Regions from separate parts of the Pan troglodytes genome. Here region 1 is linked to region 2. Evidence: chromatin contacts called from public HiChIP or PLAC-seq data. All regions are on one chromosome and are shown on one strand. The core of a region is the stretch at or near the end of the contact, and the rest is flanking DNA. Distances in the headings are between cores, read along the strand shown.

Evidence for each region. HiChIP or PLAC-seq counts read pairs in DNA pulled down with a chosen protein or histone mark.
Region 1: an H3K4me3 HiChIP or PLAC-seq map of stem cell-derived excitatory neurons shows a contact between it and region 2, with 5 times the contacts expected there. The contact joins the promoter of GPR142 here to the promoter of RPL38 in region 2. A contact is called at or near these places in 1 of 7 Hi-C or Micro-C datasets (stem cell-derived neural progenitor cells) and 1 of 1 datasets of contacts at active chromatin or transcription factors (stem cell-derived excitatory neurons).

What each region holds. Positions count from the first base shown.
Region 1 is chr19:87,355,094-87,362,293 of NHGRI_mPanTro3-v2.0_pri, reverse strand. It overlaps GPR142 (G protein-coupled receptor 142), which reads right to left and starts at 5,862. Exons shown (of 3, transcript XM_024350591.3): 1 at 5,673-5,862; 2 at 4,637-4,795; 3 at 2,536-3,581. The coding sequence starts at 5,766. The coding sequence ends at 2,710.
Region 2 is chr19:87,187,095-87,194,030 of NHGRI_mPanTro3-v2.0_pri, reverse strand. RPL38 (ribosomal protein L38) reads right to left here and starts at 2,547. Exons shown (of 5, transcript XM_003315706.5): 1 at 2,444-2,547; 2 at 2,196-2,236; 3 at 1,964-2,024. The coding sequence starts at 2,198. The region is part of intron 1 of LOC129137526 (a long non-coding RNA gene); the gene reads left to right.

The sequences.
Region 1 (7,200 bases), core at 4,613-7,112, 160 kb before region 2:
CCAGCCTGGCCAACATGGTGGAACCCCGTCTCTACTAAAAATAAAAAAATTAGCTGGATGTGGTGGTGTGCGCTTGTAGTCCCAGCTACTTGGGAGGCTGAGGCAGGAAAGTCACTTGAACCCAGGAGGTGGAGGTTGCAGTGAGCTGAGATCACACCACTGCACTCCAGCCTGAGAGACTGGGCAACAGAGAGAGACTCCATGTCAACAAAACGAAACAAAACAAAACAAAACTGTGTCTTGAAAGAGCCTCCCCAACAGTTTCTGGAAGTTCCTGGTTTCACTGGTGCTCAGAGACAGTTGAGCTAATCTTGCAGCTGGCCTCCTGAAAGACAGCCCCCCAGCCAGCTGAGGAAGGCATCCTGCCTCTGGCCTAGACCCAGCTGCTGTTGCCATCCATGGAGACACAGATGCTCTTCCCTGATACTGGGTTCTCTCCTGCAGGGTCCCTGCAGGTTGTTCCATTTAGTTCTTCATCCATGGAACTTTGTGCTTTCTTCCTGTGCCCGCTTCTGTAGGGCAGGCTCAGGCTGGGCTGGGGCCGACATTATCTGGTCCTCCGGTGGACCTTCTCCCTCCCCGGGTACCTGCATTTGCATCCCCCTCCTCCTTAAGCAAAGAATAAAGCGCAGGTGCATCAACCCTGCCTGGGGATACATCTGTGTGTGCACATGGAGGTGTGGGCGGGTGAGGGGGTCCTCCATCCTTAACACCTGCTCAGGGTCAGTGTAGACCACCCCGGAGCAGAAGTGTTGGGCTTACAGGTCCTCAATCCTTTCTCTGAACTCGGCACCACATGTCTTGGAATTCAGAATACGTCAGAGCAGAGGAAGGTGCTGTGTGCATGTAGTGGTGCGCGTTCGATCACGATTCCGTGGGGTGTGGACAGCAGTACATGATCACTCCACTAACAGTCCCGGGTGGGGCTGGCAGGACTCACAATCACAGGACAACTTCGGGACCAGAAATCACCTCACACCGGGTCACGCTGTACCGCTAAACGTGTTTGTGGCACATTTTGGAAACATGTTTTGGTTTTCAGAGTTTTTTGGAGTTGGGAATCATGGCGAATGCATTGGAGACCCACATTATCCTCTTTCTGGGTTAGCTGAACCTCCCTGTCTGGACATCCCTGCTCTGGGGAGAAGCAGAGAGGCAAAGTGGAAAGCCAAGCATTGATTCTGCATTGACTGTGTGCTGGGTGCACAAACAGCTCTTTGACTGATGTCATCCCACTAAGAGGGTGGGGGCAGGTCTGAACCTCCCATTCAGGACAAAGGTCAGCTCAGCCTGACCAGGAAGCAGAAAGTGGTCCTAGCTCAGCTGTTAATGTGTTTACCCACAGCCTGGAGCAGGTGGGAGTTCCATCTGCTAATCTCTCCCAGCTGCCTCTCCGGGATGGTGGTGCTGAGAGGAGAGAGGGGCCCTGGAGAGCCTCCCTGGAGAGGCTGAGGGTGGGGAGCAGAGCTCCTCATGGCTCTGATGGACTCTGCCAACTCCCGCCTCCCAGTGGTGGAGGAAAAGACCTTTCCCCCAGGGGCGTGAGCTCGGGGGGCTCAGCAGAAGCTCAGGGTCATCTCCAGCTAGGTCCTCCTTTCCTGTTCTCCTAGTACCCTGGGTTAAGAGACCATTTTCTTTCTCCTCATTGGCAACAACGAAAACTATAGCCCCAGTGCTGGTTCTGGGCCCATGAACCTGTACTGGTTTAGGGCAGGGAGTAATGTGGAATCCAACCAGGGTGTTTGAGACCTAAGGGGCTGTGTCTCCTGTGGCTGGACAGACACGGGCCTGGGCTCCTTACATCTGATTTAAGATCACCCCTTTCTGACTGGCCCTGGGGGCTTTTATCCCCCAAGCAGCCCCCTCCCATTGCTCAGCTCAATTTCTTTGTTTCCTCCAGCCTAAGCAATGCCTTAAGTCCTGAAGATATCTTCCTTTTCAAACTCTGGCATTGCCACTAGGAGCTGGAGAGGTGATCCATTCAGGGAATGAGAGGCAGGCACCAGGAAAGGGGGGTGGGCTGGAGACAATTCACATCCATCCATCCATCCATCCATCCATCTGTCCTTTTTTGTTTTTGTTTTTGTTTTTTTTTTTTGAGACGGAGTCTCACTCTGTCGCCCAGGCTGGAGTGCAGTGGCGGGATCTTGGCTCACTGCAAGCTCCGCCTTCCGGGTTCACGCCATTCTCCTGCCTCAGCCTCCCGAGTAGCTGGGACTACAGGCGCCCGCCACTGCGTCCAGCTAATTTTTTGTATTTTTAGTAGAGACAGGGTTTCACTGTGGTCTCGATCTCCTGACCTCTTGATCCGCCTGCCTCAGCCTCCCAACGTGCTGGGATTACAGGCGTGAGCCACCGCACCCGGCCTCCATCTGTCCATTTTTCTTTCCATTCAACCAACATTAATCTGGCATTCACGATGAGCCAGGCAAAATGCCCCCCGCAAAGGAATGCCCACAGCACTGATGCTATTAGCCTGTGCCTGGCAGTGCCCTTTCATCTTCCCAGGAAATAGGGATTGCTGGTGAAGCAAACATAAGAGCTGGCTAAGTTGTCCTCCTCTCTACCTGGGAGCCACACCCAAAGGAGGAGCCTCCACCCCCACCCAAGGAAAGCAAGCTGTTGATAAACGTGTTTTGGGTACAACCTCAAAGGCCCCAGTACATGTGGCCATGAGCCACCCTGAGCTCCCTAGCTGGGCCCCCTCCTCTACACTTCTGCCCCTTTGGGGAGTCCAGGAGGCTCCATCACAGGCTTCGCCGCCATGCCCTCTGGCTGTGATGCCAAAGTGCAGGGCAGGTAGGCATCGTGGATGACCTGTCGGACAGTGGCCCGGAAAGTCTTGCTGACAAAGCAGTAGAGGCTGAAGTTGGCTGCCGTGTGGAGCATGGCCACCATGTTGGCCACATCCAAGGCCAGGTGGACCCTCCAGTCCCGGTGGACAGGGGCCACGTACATGTGGTAGAGCATGACGAAGACCCGGGGCGCCCACAGGAGGGTGAACAGTGTGGTGATGCCCAGGAGGATGGCTGTGCTCTTGCCCACCCGGGGCTGCAGCCCACTCCGGCCCCTCCTCCGTAGCCGGTGGATGATGGCCGAGTTGGTGACCAGGAACACACCACAAGGGATGAAATAGACAGTGAGACAGTGAGCCCACTTGAGGACCTCGTCCAGTGTGCTGGGTGAGTCGGTGTCTCTCCACATGTCCAGCCACCAGTAGAAGGGGATGCCGGTCAACAGGGCAGCACTCAGGACAGCAGCAATGGCCCGGCGGGTCCGGCCTGGGGACGAGGCGGCCCGATGGTGCAGGGGGTGGCACAGGGCAGTGTAGCGGTCAACCGTGAGCAGGATGGCGATCCAGACTGAGGCGTGGTTGGCAGCAAACTCCAGGATGTTGGCCGTGCGCACCACAGCCTGGGGCACCTGGCGGGCCAGCACGGCTCCCTGCAGGAGGAAGCCCGCGAACACGATGACCACCTGGATGATGATATCCGAGGCTGTGAGCGCCAGAAGGTAGTAGTAGGAGGGCCTCCTGGTCCTGGTGGCAAGGCGCGCCAGGGCCACTGCAGTCAGGAGGCTGACTGAGGGCAGCCGAGGTGAGGGAGGGGAGAGGCATCAGAAGAGAGCTCAGACTCTGCTTTCCAAGGTGTCGCCATCGCACCTCCCCATCTGCATGTGCAGAGGCTGTGCTGGCTTCTCTTTTTTCTCCTTCCAGATCCTTCTGAAACCCCACTTTGCCCAGAAGGCCACTCAGGCCAGCTCTGCCCTGTCCATCCACTGCAGGCCACTGGCTGTACCCCGGTTATGCACAGGTAAGTGCACATGGAAGGGTCCTCAGCAGCCACCTGTCCTGGCCAGGTGTGGTGGCTCACGCCTGTAATCCAGCACTTTGGGAGGCCAAGGCGAGCAGATCACCTGAGGTCAGGAGTTCAAGACCAGCCTGACCAACATGGAGAAACCCCGTCTCTGTTAAAAAAATATACAAATTAGCCAGGCATGGTGGTGCATGCCTGTAATCCCAGCTACTTGGGAGGCTGAGGCAGGAGAATTGCTTGAACCTGGGAAGTGGAGGCTGCAATGAGCCGAGATCATGCCACTGCACTCCAGCCTGGGTGACAGAGCGAGACTCCATCTCAAAAAAAAAAAAAAAAAAAAAGCTACCTGTCCTATGGCATTGTCCTCCAAGTCCTTTTTAGGTTTTCTGTGTCCTCTAGAATGGAGGCGTCCCTAGACACAGGCATGGGTTTAGCTATCAGACTTGGGGAAATCCCCAGGGCCAAGACCACCCGTCCTTCCCATATCCACACACCCACCTCTGCCCCAAGCTCTGCTCTCTGAAGGCATGGGCAGCACGGGGAGCTTTGTACTGAGCTGAGCCAGTTCCTATGTGAATTTTGTTATCCTAAGAGTACGCTCACTGCTGGGGAAAACTTGGGTTTAGCTGTGAGCACCCCCAATCCTAGCCCCTTACTTTTATTCCCCTCCAGTGACCCAGAACACCCTGACAATGGCAAGGAAAGACCAGGGGTCTATGATCCAGGGCCTCAGGGGTCAAACACAGAGGACTGGCACCCATTGAAGGAGGATCCCCATTTCTGGCCAAGCCCAAGTCCCCAGACCCCAGCTCCCCACTCACCAGGCAGCCCCAAGCCCAGCAGGACACTGTAGTAGATGACAGGGATGACGCCAGCCACACACGGGGACCTCTCTGCGATCTCTGGCCAGTGGCTTTCAAACTCCTGGCTCAGCCCACTGACGTTGGGCGTGGGCAGCAGGGTCATTCGTGGCTGGCCAGCTAGAAGGTGCGGATGGGCAGAGTCAGAGCCTCTGGTCTATTTCTAACCTGGCTGGGCGCAGCCCCGCCCTGACCTGGGGTCTTTCTAGTCACCCTGCTCTGTGCAGACCCTCTAGTCAGACCCAGCTGAGTGCACTGTCTGTTGCTGTGAGAATTCTTGCCAAGACCACCCTCACCACCCCCCATCTCACCCCACTCCCTCAGTGGCCCGGCTCCCCCACTGATGGGAAGTCCCTGGCAGCACGGCCTGCTGCCATAGAGACCATTGCTCCCCATGGGTCCTCCCCATGGGCCCTCACCCGGCCTAGCAGGGGCTCTGAAACAGGATCACGGGGGCACTTGTCGAGGTGCAGGCTCCTGGGCCTCCTCCGGGCCAGAGGGTCTGAAGCGGGGTTGCAGCAGCCGTGCTTGTAATCAGCAACCTGGGTGATGCCAGCCACACACAGGGACCTCTCTAGGAGGTCCACAGTGGAGGCCCCAGGTCTGCACAGCTCCACTCAACAGCTGTCCCCCTCTAAGGAGAGGCTGTTGGTAGGGCCCCCTCTTTTCTAAACTAAAGATACCCTCTTCAGAGGTGAGCACCACTAAAGCTGGAATGGCCCAAGTCCACAGATGGGGAAACTCAGTCCACAGGGGTAAGGTGGCTGGCCTAGGATAAGCACCGTCCACTCTGGCCCCTGTTCCCCTGAAGCCACACTGCGTGTCTCTTTCAGGTTGAACTCCAGCTTTTCGTTTCCTGCTGAGGCCGGGGGGCTCACTGCTCACTCACTCTCAGCTTCGGCCCCTACTCCACCCTCTAGGTCCCTAACCTGCCTCCTGTTCCCTCCTGCCTTTCCACCTTATTGCCCCCAGCACACCCCACTTCAAGATGCCTTACCTGTCTCTCGTCCCTCAAGCCCCATGCTCTGGGGCCCTGAGTCCTGGGTCACCTGTGGCTTTTTCTGAGGGTCCCCGCAGCTCCCTGTCAGCATCGCCAGCTGTACCTCTCACTCCTTGGCTCTCCAAGTGGTTGTTTGCCCCAGGATCCTTACGCAGACACTGAGCCTGTTAGTGCAGGGGGGCGGGGCGGGGGAAGGAAGAGGAAGGAACTGGTGGGCGGAGGCACCGGGGAAAGAGCTAGAGTAGATGCTGGTGGAGCAAACCAGGGACCTCTAGGGCGCACAGGCAGGGGAAGGGGTCGGGCTGGGCAGGGGCTTCAGCTGCAGGAGAGACGAGCTGAGGGTGGCATGGGGTTCACAGGTATGTCTATGCCTGGGGGAGCAGGAAGTGAGGAGAAGAGGCAGGATGGCAGGATGGGGGTTCTGGGGGGCTGCCTCGTGCCCCGGGGCACTCTGTGAGCTGGCCCGGGTTCAGCTGGGGTCAAACCTGGGGCTGAGGACTTTGGGGACAGGCAGAAGGACTCAGGGTGCTGACTTTATGAGCATCCAGACTGAAAGGGAAGAGAGTAGGGCACCTCTGTGAGGAGTTGGGGAAGTCATGCCAGGTAGGAGTGGTAAGGCTGCCACAGACAGGGCTATGATCCCAAGAGGCTCAGGGGACCAGGTGCACAGGGTCAGTCCTGCAGTGGCCATGGTGGGGGAGGTGGAGGCTACCCCCAGGGGCAGGATGGCAGGCAGCCGTGCACAGGGTGGGGCATCCTCTGGGAGCAGCCGGACGAGGCTGCCTGCAGCCGGTGCTGGGAAACCGCAGTCCTGCAAGCTGTTGTTTTCCTGGCCCTGGTGAAATGGACCATCCCTCAAGAATATCAATCCCTGGCAAATAAACAACTGCCGTTGCTGGTGAGCACTCAGAAGAGGCCAGACTGGCTCCCCTGCCCTAGAGGAAGAGTGACCAGAGCAGCCCACAAGCAGGCACCCGGGACATGGATGCCCCGTGGACGGCCTCGGGAGGAGAGCTCAGGCCCCCCTGGAATCACCTCCCATGGCCTGTCCTCTGGGAATGCAGCAGAAAATATGGCAGGAAATATAGGGAGCTTCCCAGCTCTGGGAGTCAGATCTCACATCAGAGCCTGGAACTCCCCATCCCAACCCCCCCTCGGATACCCACAGCGCAGGCCCTGCTGCCCCCTGGTGGCCACATCCTGACCCTGCAAGCCTGAAAGTCCCATGGTTTGGCTAGGCACCCTGGGTGGCACAGTGGGACTGGAGACGGAGCTGCCCGCTCAGGACAGGTCCTCTGGTGGAGTGCTGGGACCCCAGCCCCAGAAAGTGCAAGTAGCACAGATGACGCCCCAGGCCACCACCTCCTTGCAGCAGGAGGCTAGGGGTGAGAGGAGGCAGACCCTCTCTTCAAGGAGCTGCCATGGGTGAGGGGCAAGGAGGGTCCCTGCCGACATTTACCGAGTGCCCACCCTGTCCCTACACTTTGTTTTTCAAATTTTATGTATAGATATAGAGAGAGTTTGG
Region 2 (6,936 bases), core at 1,298-3,797:
TTAAAAATTAATGCAACCATTTTAAAAAGTTTTTTCAACAAACAGCTACTGACACTTTACTGTCCCCAGGGGGACTGTGACCACTACCTTTAAAGCCACATCATCTAAAGTCAAGGTTCCCAATTTTTTTTGTGAGACAGTCTCGCTCTGTCACCCAGGCTGGAGTGCAGTGAGACAATCTCAGCTCACTGCAACCTCCGTCTCCTTGGTTCAACTGATTCTCCTGCCTCAGCCTCCTGAGTAGCTGGGACTGCAGGCGTGTGCCACCATGCCCGGCTAATTTATTTTTAGTAGAAATGGGGTTTTGCCATGTCGCCCAGGTTGGTCTTGAACTCCTGGTTCAAGAGATCTGTCCGCTTTGGCCTCCCAAAGTGCTGGAATTATAGGCATGAGCCACCACGCCCAGACCACCACCCTTTTAAAACACAATCAAACGGTGGTGTCATGTTTAACTTGCTGAGAAGGGTAAGTTACCTGCTGGTAGAGTTGGGCTTCAAACTAGGCAGTGACCCCATATGGTCTGAAATAAAACTGACCTGATAACCTCATCTCTTTACACAAAACACTAGCAAACAGTCATCATTCCCACCAGATGCTATTTGTTCCCACAGGTGGTCACTACCTCAAAGGTGACAGCCTGTTTTGGGTAATGGGGACACAAATATGACCCCCATCTCTGCCTACCCCCAACTCATTGAAAGACTCTCCCTGTACACCAACCACCGTCTGGCACCACCGCTGGCACAGAGCATTAGAGACGGCTGGTGTCTTAGCCCACCTTAACAGGCCTGTCCCATGCAACCTCACTTCCACACGTGACCTGATTCTCTTTCATGCAGCTGAAAAAAGACGACTGGGTTAAAGTAACAACATAACTCAAGACCTAGCTTGTATCAAACACAAGCCCCCCAATCTCCTTCAAGTATCACAAAGGGGTAACACAACTACCTCTCACACTTGGTGTAAAAATTTAAGTAAGTGGGCAGCAGAGATTGGCACCTATCCATCGAAAACCTGCTGTTTAAGGTTTTTCATTAATCACCTTCTTTCCCCTGTATGTACAAGCTGGGAAACAGACCTATGACAGTCCAACTTAAACTCTGTGACTTTACAATGGTGGTAATGCGATATACATTCAGTAGAAGCCCTGCTTCAAATTTTGATCTTGGCGGGGCACAGTGGCTCACGCCTGTAATCCCAGCACTCTGGGAGGCGGAGGCAGGTGGATCATCTGAGGTTAGGAGTTCGAGACCAGCCTGGCCAACATGGTGAAACTCTGTCTCTACCAAAAACACAAAAATCAGCTAGGCATGGTGGCGCGCCCAGCTACTCTGAGGCAGGGGGATCGCTTGAACCTGGGAGGCGGTAATTGCAGTGAGCCAAGATGGCACCACTGCAATCCAGCCTGGGCGACAGAGCCAGACTGTCTAAAAGAAAAAAAAAATTGTTTTTTAAAATATTTTTCTGGATTAGATAGGTATGATACCTTCTGACACCGGCCAGCGACCACAGGATCACGAGGTAAACGACCATACTACACAGTGTGCCGTGCTCAATACATTACATGCAAATATCCAGCACTTTATTACAAAATGGATTTTGTGTTAAGATTTTGCACAACTGCAGAGAACCTAAACAGTGTTTATGGGACGTGTGTTTTGAGGCTTTCGCGGAGTGGGGATTCCGTTCCGACAATTTACTATATTACACGAAAGAAAACTGAACTCAGGGCGGCCTCTGAGATGATCGCGATTAGCTAAAGATGGTCCTAGAAATTCCAGGGCCTCAACGTGCCCCCCACAGGTCTTTCTCATGGGAAACAGGATGAAACCACTGCTCCCAGAGGGCCAGGCACACACCCAGACGGCCTAACCGTCTCCTGCCTGACATTCCGGGGAAGACGCTCCCGGAGCGGTGCCAGGCTAGGCACCGCTCTTCTTGAACCTTCGGAGCAACCACTTACATTTGGCATCCTTTCGTCGGGCTGTGAGCAGGAAGTCCTTGATTTCCTCAATTTTCCGAGGCTGCAACACAAAGGAAGCGGGTGAACAGACAGCAAAGAGACACGTCTTCCGGCGATGGCCCAGTCCCCCAGCTCCTCCCGGCCTCAGGAGATCCTTGGGAGGCTCTCTCGCCCTCGCCCCGGGGCCCCACGAGCCCACCCCGGGAAGGCGCCAGGCAGGGACCGTACTCACCATGGCGACGAGGCGCGCTGGGCTCCGGCGCGGACCAGGACCTGCGGGAAACAGTCCTCGGCGTTAACACGGCGCGGGGGCTGGCAGCGAACCCCGTTTTCCCGCTCTCCCCCGAAATATCGGCCCCATCGCACTCCCCTCCTCCTCCCCGACACCCTCCACGCGGACTTGGGGTTCCCAGATTTCACCTGGCCGTGGATTGCCCCAGATTACCCTTCTCACCCACTTATCACCCTAGAGACACTCACAGCAAGCGGCAACCGGGGAAAAGGACGAAAAAGAACGAGACTTCCGTTTCCGGGCAGTTAAACCCTCCCAACGGAGGAAACTGGGTACGGTGCCTGCCGAGGATCAAGACTCATGTAGGCGTTCGCACTTCCAATTTCAGCAGCCCTGCCCCCTTGTGGTCGAAGTCAACAGTGCAGCTCCAAGAATGGAATGGACCATCCTGGCTGCCGCCCTCCCTCCGCCTCCCTCCTCTCGCTCCTCCCCATCCCTTCCTCCTAGGACCCCCGCCTTTTCCCCGTCCACCCCTTCCTGTCTTCCCCCGCAACCCCTCAAACCCCAGCCTGGCTTTGCTAGGTTTTAGCTCAGATTCAGTTTGAAGAGCTAACGCTTATTCTCCACGGCTTTCATTGGACTTGCGCACGGGCATCTACACAGAAAATTCTTCATTTAATGGCAGGGACCCTCGTGTGCACCTTGTAGAACCTCTTGTTCTGGCGCCTCACGTTTTCTTCCCGTCTCCTTTTTGGGACCTGAACCTGTCATGACCAGGGCCCTGGGCTCTTCTTTCCATAAGAGGGAGCGTTCCTGCTTGCTGCTTCCAATTCCCTTAGGAATTGATGTACAATGAAAGCAAGTTAAGGCCGGGCGCGGTGGCTCACGCCTATAACCCCAGCACTGGGGGAGGCCGAGGCGGGCGGATCGCTTGAGGCCAAGTGTTCGAGACCAGCCTGGGCAACCTAGTAAGACACCCCCATCTTTAGCAATAATGATAATAATAATAATACTTCCAACAGCTGTCGCAGCGCTGCCCCTGGCTAAGTGTCTCACCCCTAGGGCTGATGGTGAGTGGGAGTGCTCCTGCTCTTGCCGGGTCTCACCGCGGCCCCAGAGGGGAGAGGTGGACTCAGGAGTTGAACCCCTGCTGGGCAGATTCCCCAGCCCAGGCTCCGGCCACTTCCTGGGGAGGCTTGGGAAGCCTGGGGAGGGCAGCGTTCCTTTCTCCCCCATAACATCCTTTAGGTTAGGCTCTGAGCAACCTGCGGTTATCGATTTTATTTTTATCCTCCACTTTTATTTTATTTCCAACCTCTCTACAAATTTCTACATTTTATTATATTTGTTTCCCCAAAATTTAATAACCACACGGCAGAATGTAATTGCTTCGTGCTTATTATTACAGAGCGGCCCTCCTGAAGGGAAAGAGCACTTTGCCATGAGCTTTACTTAGAACTTATTTAACTTACCTTCCTTTCTTCCTCCCTCCTGCCCTTCCATTAACAAGCTCAGGCTGAGCACCTTCCTGGGGGTGCTGGAGATACAGGAACCAATAGACCTTGCTGCAGAGAGATCACAAAATACTGTAATAGCACTGAAGAGTCTTTTAAAGAAGCTGAACGATGTCTCTGCAACTGTAAATGTGTCGGGGTTCTAGCAGTGGGAAAAGTTAATTGGCAGAAGCCTAATTTTAGATGTCTGAAGGTCGGATCCGATCTGAGAAGCATGAGTGCTTCAGCTCTGACCTGAGAAGGACTTTCCCATACCTCAGAGCCCGGCTTTGCCAGCCCTTCCCATCTCAGGCGATGCCTTTCTAGTTTTTTCTACCCCACTGCTCCTCCACAAGCAACCACCCTTTCAGCCAAGCCGAGGGGCACTTTTGGGCACTTTCCACCCTCCAGGTATTTGCTCTGCTGTCCACTCTGATGCCAAGTGCCACTGGTCCTTCCGAGCTCAGCTCCCGCCTCCCCTTTTTCAGGCAGGACCCTTCACCCTTGACTTATGTTGCTTGCCGCTCATACAGTGGTTCCTTGCAATCACTTCTCCGTAGGCTGCATGGAGGTGTTTAACTTTTCATACATGCGCACCACTCTTTTTATTTTTAATTTTTTAAAACTTTTTTAGAGACACGGTCTCCCTAGGTTGCCCAGGCTGGTCTCGAACTCCTGGGCTCAAGGGATCCTCCTGCCTCGGCCCCCCAAAGTGCTAGGATTACAGGTGTGAGCCACTACGCCCCACCTTACCACTTTTCCTTGAAGGCAAGGACAGGGCTCAGCATTCTGTCGATAATTCTCGAAGTGCAGTACCCATCTGTACAGCAAGTGCTCAATGCTAACATTGCAGGATGATCCGGCTGGATGCGGCATCTGAGATCACTCACCATATAAAGGGGTGGTGGATGGAGGGAGGAATTCAGGGAGAGCCAGAAGGAGACACTGACGTGCCTGAAGCAGTGCCTGGCATGTAGTAGGTCCAAAAACTATTTGTTGAATGAATGACTGGTGCTTCTCGCCTCACTGCCGGCCCGACAGGACAAGGACGGGGATAGAAGGAGGAGCTGCACCTCCCTTTTGGCAGCGATCCCAGGGAGACAGATGTTCACCCTCTTGAGTTGTATAATTTAAGGGACCATAGACGTGTAGTAGCAAAACACAATGGCAAATTTGTTCAAGTACCAAAGACCTCCAGCTCCCCAAGGGGGACAAATAGCAAAATAAGCTGCAGCTACTAAAAGTGAGGCAAGGTGCCCAGAGGGCACGCTTCCCTGCTCCATGGGAAGATGAGCCCCAAATGTCCTGGAGTGGCTGGGGACTGTCAGAGACCAAGGGGGGCAGAGCCTAGGCCCTGAGTGCCACAGCCTGAGACCTTGAGCAGATGCTGACCTGGACATGAGCCTCCCTGGTGACTCCCATATACACATGAAACAAAACTCTCCAGGGCCTGGGGTGGATCCTGCAGGAGAGGAAAGCCCCGGACTCGAGGGCAGGATGGCCCAGGCTGCCTGTTATGGTCACTCTGGCCATTGGTAGGCTGGAATGTCCAGTGCTGGCAGCTGCGGGATGGTGAGGGCTATTGCTGTTGTCAAGAGGCGGTAGGGAGGGTCTCAAGCAGTCTGTTGCAGCATGGCTGGAGGCTGGAGAGGCTCAGAGGGCATGTCCGGAGCTACAGGACACAATCCAACCCTTTTCCTTCCTTCCCTTCCCTCACTCTGCTGGCTCTGGGCAGAGAGGGCCTCAGAAGGCACCAGGCCTCCCCTCCTCCCTCCAGCAGCCCCACTCTGGCCACCTCTGAAGGCCAAATGGTTTAGAGTTCTCTCTTCAGTTTTCAGGGACACATTGGAAAGAGGACCAGGATGGGTCAAAAAAAACCCAATGCCCCAGCTTGCAGGTGGGCAGAGGGCTGGCACGGCACATGGCGGGGAAGACCTCCCAACCTCCAGGATTTTCCCCCACTCAATCCATTCCGTTCACTTGGTGAACATTGATTGAGCTCCTGCTCTAAAGCAGGCACTGGGCTGGGCTTGGGAATAAGCAGAATGCGGTTCCTGCTCCAAACACTCATGACTGCTGGGATCCCATAATAAGCTGTGGAGGATGCCCAGAGGCTAGGGGTCTAATTCCTCCTGAGGGAGTCCTGGAAGGCTTCGTGGAGGAGGGGACACAGTCTGCTGCCTCCGAGAGGGGTGCGCAGCAGCTTGCCCGGAGAAGGACTTCCAGACAGAAGGAGGGAGGGAGCTGACGTCAGCCCAGGGTCAGGAGAATGCGGGGTGTTTCTGAGAATGAGTGGGAAGTTCAGTGTGGCAGAGGTAAGGAGGGTCTGGGGCAGGGGGTCGGGGAGAAGAGGCTGGAGGGGGAGTTGGGCTGGAGTTCAGGGCCTTCAGGAGTTCCCCTTCCAGCCTCACTTATGCCCGCTGTGGTCATCGTCACCCAAGGGCCCATCCCTGGGGTCCATAGCACCTCCTTCACTGCCCAGCGGTGATCTTCCGAGCCTTGGTTTCCTTGTTTCTGTGTGTGTGTGTGCGTGCACGTGTGTGTATGTTTTGGGGGTGGGAGTGTGTGTGCTGTCGCCTCTCTCCCGCCTCGCAGGGTTGCAGCGAAGCTTCGATGGGGTAATTCGCAAAGCTCCAACCCGCACCTCTCAGGCAAGGCCCGCCCTGGGTGCTGTGTCCACTGGCGGCCGCACGGGGGCGCTGAGGCCGCGGCTGGAAACGGAATAGCCCCTCCCGCGCGAGTCCTGGGAGCTCAGGCGGAGAGAAATGTCCATAAATTATCGGGAATATTTGTATGCGATTTCATACCTGGTGGAGTGCTTTCATATCCACCATCTCATTTAATCTCCAAGAGGCCCCCAAGAGGCCCCTGCCTTTGGCTGCCGGCAGGGCTGGCCTTTCAACCATCTCGGAAGGGAGTTGTTTATTAAACCTTAAAGGGTGTCAGCAGGCCGGGACTCTGGTCCCTGGCACTGAACTCATTTACCTGGGAAAGGATGGGGAGTCGGGTGGCGGGGTGAGTTGGTGCTTTATTTATTTATTTTTTTGAGACAGAGCCTTGCTCTCTTGCCTAGGCTGGAGTGCAGAGGTGCAATCGCTGCTCACTGCAGCCTCAACCTCTCGGGCTCAAGTGGTCCTCCTGCCTCAGCCTCCCAAGTAGCTGGGACCACAAGCATGTGGTCTTATATTCTTTCTTTCTTCCTTTCTTCCTTTCTTTCCTTTCTTTCTTTCTTTCTTTCTTTCTTTCTT